Regions from separate parts of the Sus scrofa genome. Here region 1 is linked to region 2. The links are chromatin contacts, called in public Hi-C maps. All regions are on one chromosome and are shown on one strand. Each heading gives the region's core, a stretch centred on a gene start, on an enhancer-like site or on the middle of the called end of the contact. The rest is flanking DNA. Distances are from core to core; before and after follow the strand shown. Region 1 overlaps MCUB (calcium uniporter regulatory subunit MCUb, mitochondrial). Region 2 holds the start of MCUB (calcium uniporter regulatory subunit MCUb, mitochondrial).

Region 1 (3,202 bases), core at 579-3,078, 100 kb after region 2:
ATACAGCAAAGTGATTCAGTCATACTTTGTGTGTGTGTGTGTGTGTATGAATGATTTCAGATGCTTGCTTGCCATCTGTATATCCTGTTTGGTGAGGTGTCTGTTCAGATCTTTGGTCCATTTTGTAAGCAGGACGTTATACCCATATATATATATATGAGAAGATATATTCTTTTTCAGATTCTTTTCTGTTACGGGTTATCCTAAGATATTGAATGTAGTTCCCTGTGCTTTAAAGTATGTCCTCGTTGTTTATCTACTTTATATGTAGTCGTATATATATTTAATCCCAAATTCCTGATTCATCTCTCTCCCACCGTTTTATGTTTTTTTTAATGGGTTTCAATAAGTGTATAATGACATGTGTTCGCCGTTGTAGTTCCACTGCCCCCCAGAGTCCTCCCTTCTCTGCTGCTTCGTTTCTACCTGCCCCTTAACCTCTGGCAACCACCAGCCTTTTTACTTTCTCCCTAGTTTTGTGTTTTCGGAATGTTAAATATTGAAATCATAAATTATGTAAGTTTTTTCAGACTTCACTTCTTTTTGCTGAATTGTATGCATTCAAGTTTTTGTTTGGTTGGTTTTTTGCCTTTTTATGGCTGCAGGTGAGGCATATGGAAGTTCCCAGGCCAGGGGCTGAATCAGAGCTGCAGCTGCCAGCCTACACCACAGCAACATGGGATCCAAACTGCATCTGCGACCTGCACCACTGCTCATGGCAATGCCGGATCCCTGACCCGCTGAGCGAGGCCAGGGATCAAACCCGTATCCTATAGATCCTAGTTGGATTTGTTGCTGCTGCACCACGACAATAACTCCGTGCATTTAAGTTTTCTTCATGTCTCTTCATGGCTTGATAGTTCATTTCTTTTTAGTGTTGAATAATATTCTATTATCATGGATGTATCACTATTTATTTCTTCATTCACCTACTGAGGGATATCTTGGATGTTTCCAAGTTTTGACAATTATGAATAAAGTGGCTATACACATCGGTGTGCAGGTTTTTGTGTGAACATAAGTTTTCAGTTCATTTGGGTAGATACCGAGGAGCATGATTGCTGGTACACAAAGTAAGGGCATGTTTAGTTGTGTAAGAAACCGGCAGACTTTCTTCCAAAGGAGGTGCGTCGTTTCGCATTCCCGTCCCCAGGGAATGAGGGCTCCTGTTGCTCCATATCTTTGCCAGTGTTTAGTGTCCGCGTCGTGGATTTGGGCTCTTCTAATGTGAAGTAGTAGCAGCTCATTGTTTCAATTTACACTTGTCTAATAACGTATGATTTCAAATGCTTGCTTGCCATCTGTATATCCTGTTTGGTGAGGTGTCTGTTCTGTCCTTTTGTCCGTTTTCTAAGCAGGATGTTAATTTTCTTCTTGTTGGTTTTGGACTTCTTTGTATATTTTGGAATCACAATTCATTATCGTATCTCTCTTTGCAAATATTTTCTCCAGCTCTGACTTGTTTTCTCATTTGGTTGGTATTGTCTTTTGCAGAGCAGAGGTTTTGCATTTTAATGAAGTCTAGCTTAACGATTTCTTCCATGGATCAGGCTTTTGGTGTTATATCTAAAAGAGTCATCGCCGTACCCGAAGTCATCTAGAGTTTATCTTCTAGCAGTTTTCTAGTTCTGCATTTTATATTTAAGCCTATAATGCATTTTGAGTTAATTTTTGTGGAGGGTGTAAAGTCTGAGTCTAGATTCATTGTTGTGCATATGAATGTTCAGTTCTTACTAGCACAGTTTGTTGAAAACACTGTCTTTGCTCCACTCTGTGCCTTTGCTCCTGGATCAAAGATCAGTTGACCGCATTTATTTGGGTCTATTTCTGGGCTCTCGAATTTGCTCCATTGATCTCTCTGGCCTTTCACCAGAACCACAGCCTTGACACTGTAGTTTAGAGTAAGCCTGGAAGCTGCACAGTGTCAGTCTCTGCCTTTATTCTTCTTCAGTACTGAGTTGGCTGTTCTGAATCTTTGGATGCTGCATATAAATTTTAGAACCAAATTTGTTGATTTCCACAAAACATTGCTGAGCTCTTGATTGAGACTGCATTGAATTTATAGATAAAGTTGGGAAGAACTGATGATAGCTGGATAATAATTGAGTCCTTCTATCCATCAGCAAGGAATATTTCTATTTATTTAGCTTTTCTTTGATATCTTTTATCAGAGTGTGTAGTTTTTCTCACAGAGATCTCATACATTTTTTGTTAGATTTATGTCTAAGTTTTTCAATTTCTTTTGGTGCTAATGTATTTGCTGGTGTGTTTTTGATTTCAAATTCCACTTGTTCACTTCAAGGATATGATATAATTGACTTTTATATACTAACCTTGTATCTTGTCACCTTGTTATAATTGCTTATTACTTCCAGGAGTTTTTTGGTCCATTTTCAGATTTTCCACATAGACAATCATGTCATCTGTGGACAAAGACAATTTTATTTCTTCCTTCATAATCAACTTTTATTTTCTTAATGTATTAGCGAGGACTCGCAGTATGATTTTTCAGTGATGAGAGGAAATACTTTACCCTTTTCTTGGTCTTCGCAGGAAGGCATCAGGTTTCTCACATTAAATATGATGGAGTTTTTTCTTTGTTTTTCAGTTTGGGAAACTTTTATTGACATCCTTAATCTCAGAGATTATTTCTTAGCCCTGCACTACTACTAATGAGTCCATGGAAGGCATTTTTTATTCTGTTGTAGCAGCTTTTGATCTCTAGCATTTCATTTTGATTCTTTCATAGAAATTTCAATTCTCTGCTTACGTTACTTCTCTGTTCTTGCATCTTGTCTGCTTTGTTCAGTAGAGCCCTTGTCATATATTATAGTTATTACTTCAGATTACTCTATTATTCCAGTATTCCTGCTATATCCAGCTCTGGTCCTGATGCTTGCTTTGTCTGTTCAAACTGTGTTTTTGCCTTTAGGTATGCCCTATAATTCTTTTTTTTTTTTTCTTCTGTCTTTTGGATTTTTAGGGCTGCACCTGCAGCACATGGAGGTTCCCAGGCTGGGGGTCTCATCAGAGCTGTTGCTGCCAGCCTTCGCTACAGCCACAGCAATGCCAGATCCAAGCCATAGGTGCGACCTACACCACAGCTCACGGCAACGCCGGATCCTTAACCCACTGAGTGAGGCCAGGATCGAACCCACAATCTCATGGTTCCTAGTCGGATGCATTTCTGCTGCATCAAGAC
Region 2 (3,330 bases), core at 416-2,915:
CGATCCAGCAATCCCACTACTGGATATATATCCGAAAGAAATAAGTATCTCAAAAAGATATCTGTAGCTCAGTGTTTATTGCAGCATTATTCACAACAGCTAAGATAAATCTCTTTCATTTGGAGCACCAGAGAACAGAAAGAAAGGACTCAGGTAAAGTAAATTACTTCCAGGAGTTCCCGCCGTGGCTCAGTGGTTAACGAATCCAACTAGGAACCATGAGGTTGCGGGTTTGATCCCTGGCCTTGCTCAGTGGGTTAAGGATCTGGCATTGTCTGAGCCGTGGCGTAGGTCGCAGACTCGGTTCAGATCCCGCGTTGCTGTGGCTCTGGCGTAGGACAGTGGCTACAGCTCCCTAGCCTGGGAACCTCCATATGCTGAGGCAGCAGCCCTAGAAAAGGCAAAAAAAAAAAAAAAAAAAAAAAAAAATTACTTCCATGTGGACCTCATATTTAATGTGTCACTATCTGTGGAGGTCAATGGTATGTTGAAACACAGATGCTCATTAACAGGTATGAACCAACTAAGAATGGTGACAGTTTTTGCTATGGTAGATACCTGCATCTTTCTTTTTTTTTTTTTTTTAACCATAGGCGGGGGTCTAATCCGAGCTGCAGCTGCTGGCTAGTTGCAGCCGGTGGCAAAACGGGATCCTTAACCCACTGAGCGAGGTCAGCGATCTAATGCATCCTCATAGAGACCACGTGGGGTCCTTAACCCACTAAATCACAATGGGAATTTCCTGCATCTTTTTTCAATAAGGAAAGATTATCATGAGGTGAGATTTACCACTTGTTGCATTGTTTGCCAGTTTTGATTCATTAACTCAAGCCTCTTGCAGATTTAGTAAATAAAAACAGTATGCCTGGTTAAATTTGAATTACAGATAAACAATACATAATTTAGCATAAGTATACCCCAAATGTTTCATTTAAGAAAAGTGTGACCCATGCAGTATTTTGGACATACTTAACATTAAAAAATTATGTTGTTTATCTAAAAATCAAACTTAACTGAACATCCTGTGTTTTATCTACCAACTCTGTTGTAAATAAAGCTATGTGAAAGCTTGGATTAGGCTGCTCTTAAGTGGTTTGTGTTTGTTTCTACAAACACAGTCCAAGACAAAACATTAGGGTTCCCAATTGTTGTGAAAACTTTTCAATTTCTTAGCTGCTTCAATTAATAACGTGCTTCAAAGGAGAAGCCAATTCAGCTGTGAGAGAGACTGTCCCAAAGGGTTCTGTGTGGGTCACCATCAATCGGACAGCAAACCTCTGGCAGAGGTAGGCCCTGGGAAACATTCGCTGCTCATCGGGGAGCAGAGAGCACCGGCCACCGCCGCCCGCAGCCCACGCCTCGAGCTGAAAGGTGGAGCCTCCGTGGACTTGCTCCTCTAGGGCAGGAGGGAAACTTCCAGAGAGACCCTGCCCCTCTTCAGATCCCTGACGCTCTTTTCCGCTCACCCCATGCCTCCCTGCCTCGTGGGGGTGGAACGGAGAAGACTGCCCGCCGGGCACTAAGTACCCAGAATCACCAGCGAGTTTTGAAATCAACAGCTCCCCAGGAGTGAGCGGCCGGCGCCCGGGCTCTCGTTCATTTCAGAAGGGGCTTTAAGGGAAGCAGGGAGGCCGGCCAAACATCCGGGCTGACCCGCAACACCTGAGATGCGGAGGGCGGTTCCCTCGCGCTCTCATTCTCTCCTCCCGCCCCTCCAAATTTTGGTCGGAGGAAAGAAAACAGGCTCGCGCCGGGGCGTGTGCGAAGACCAGACGAGGGGAGAGGGACACACCCTCCCTTTAGCCCGCCCCGCGCTGCGCGGCGCGGGGAGGCGGGGGCCCGGCGAGGCTGCGCCCACGGAGAACGCCGGCGCCCAGCCACCAGCGCAGACCATGGCCCGCTGACTCCAGCGGGAGCGCCGCGCCCGACGGGATGATGCGCTGGAGGGGCCCCTGGCCGTGGCGCGCGCGGCTGCTGACGACCCCCGGAACCCAAGGCCAAGCGCATTCGCGGCCGCCGATGCCCCAGGTGAGCCCAAACCTGGTGCCGGGGGAGGCGGCTGGGAAAGTTTGCGTGGGGCAACTTAGGCGGGAGCGAAAGCCGAGCGGCCGGGACTTTCACTGCGTTTTGATGACACCCTCGCCCCCTCTCCCCCGGCTCTGCGGACGGGAGGATAGGTCATCCCTCGGGCCATGGACCTGGGCCCGGCGGTCCAGAGTCGGGGTCACCCCCAGGAGCCGAGGGAAGGAAAGGCCAAGGGCTACGGGGAAGTGAGCTGGCTCATCACCTCGGTTAAGTTGGAGTGCGGGGACCACCCGGCGGCGGCCGCGGGAGCAGCACAGTTGCCCCGGGAGACAGTTTTTCCGCGTCCAAACCGCAATCTGGAATAAGTTTTCAGAGCCGCTTTGCTGTCTGCTCGATTGTCGGTGCCGATGTGGCCTAAGGGGGCTAAGAAAACGGTAAAGCGAGCCAGCGCGACAGCCCTGAGTACGTACTGTGGTAGGAGAGTGAAATTTCCAACCTAAAAACTACGAGCACCTCCCTTTCAAAGAGGGAAGGAAAACTCGCGTTTTGTTCCGAGAGCCGAGAGACGGGTGAATCATGTGTGTGCTGATGAGTAACAGTTGGCCTGACACAGTTGTATTGTGGAAATCTTTGTAGAACCGTTGCTTGGAAGAGGAGGTAGAGCGTCGGTCGATGTGCGCTAAAAAATACACGGGAAGACAGGGTTGGGGGATGGGGTGAAGTACTGGGTGTAACTGGGATTGTGATGGGGGCTGACAGGAGCCTGGGAGCCCTAACTCTGAGCCTAATGAGGAAAGACAGCCTTGGAAGTAAGAGCCTTCCAGGTGCGCGCGGTTGGGGAGGGCGTTGTTTCTTAGTTTTCAGCGCCGCCTACCCACCCTTAGAAATCAGTTTGATTGTTAACGAGAAAAAAAGATGTATTTTTTTCTTTCCGCAGTTAGAAAGAAAAGCAGAAAGTAAGCGATGCCGTTCCTGTTATCTTGTCACTTTCACTTCCTGTTCATCCCCCCCCCCCTTTTTTTTCCCCTGCTACGCTCTCTGGGCCTCAGAGTTTGGAATGATGGCGGAAATACTTAAATGCCCTTTCTGAATGTTTGCAAGAGAAGAAGGAAAGGCATTTTGTTCCTTATAACTAGGAAAGGGCCAAACTTTGTAGGATGTAAAATTAGTAAGCTTAATAGAGTAATTGGAGAGACAGGCTTTTTTCACTTGGTGAAACGTGTGCTTTTATTATAAATGTTGCACTTTACAAAGACAAACCAAAAGAGTAAAACAGCCCAGTACAAGGAACCTTCTTCCTTATAC

What was found. Hi-C and Micro-C count contacts between places; a contact is called where the count stands out from the background.
Region 1: a contact with region 2 is called in a Hi-C map of liver, with 1.8 times the contacts expected there. The contact joins the enhancer-like site here to the promoter of MCUB in region 2. A contact is called at or near these places in 1 of 5 promoter capture datasets (liver), 6 of 47 Hi-C or Micro-C datasets (embryonic fibroblasts, liver, skeletal muscle and 1 more) and 1 of 2 datasets of contacts at active chromatin or transcription factors (alveolar macrophages).

Annotation. Positions count from the first base shown.
Region 1 is chr8:112,545,962-112,549,163 of Sscrofa11.1, reverse strand. All of the region lies in intron 4 of MCUB (calcium uniporter regulatory subunit MCUb, mitochondrial), which reads left to right. Among named protein-coding and RNA genes, the nearest start is that of CASP6, 28 kb to the right of the region's middle. Within about 2 kb of position 1,828, at least 2 of the 83 cell types and tissues checked have an H3K27ac peak or open chromatin away from gene starts, as enhancers often do. A contact at or near this core is called in liver, where this site is marked.
Region 2 is chr8:112,649,738-112,653,067 of Sscrofa11.1, reverse strand. It overlaps MCUB (calcium uniporter regulatory subunit MCUb, mitochondrial), which reads left to right and starts at 1,665. Exons shown (of 8, transcript XM_021101676.1): 1 at 1,665-2,028. The coding sequence starts at 1,933.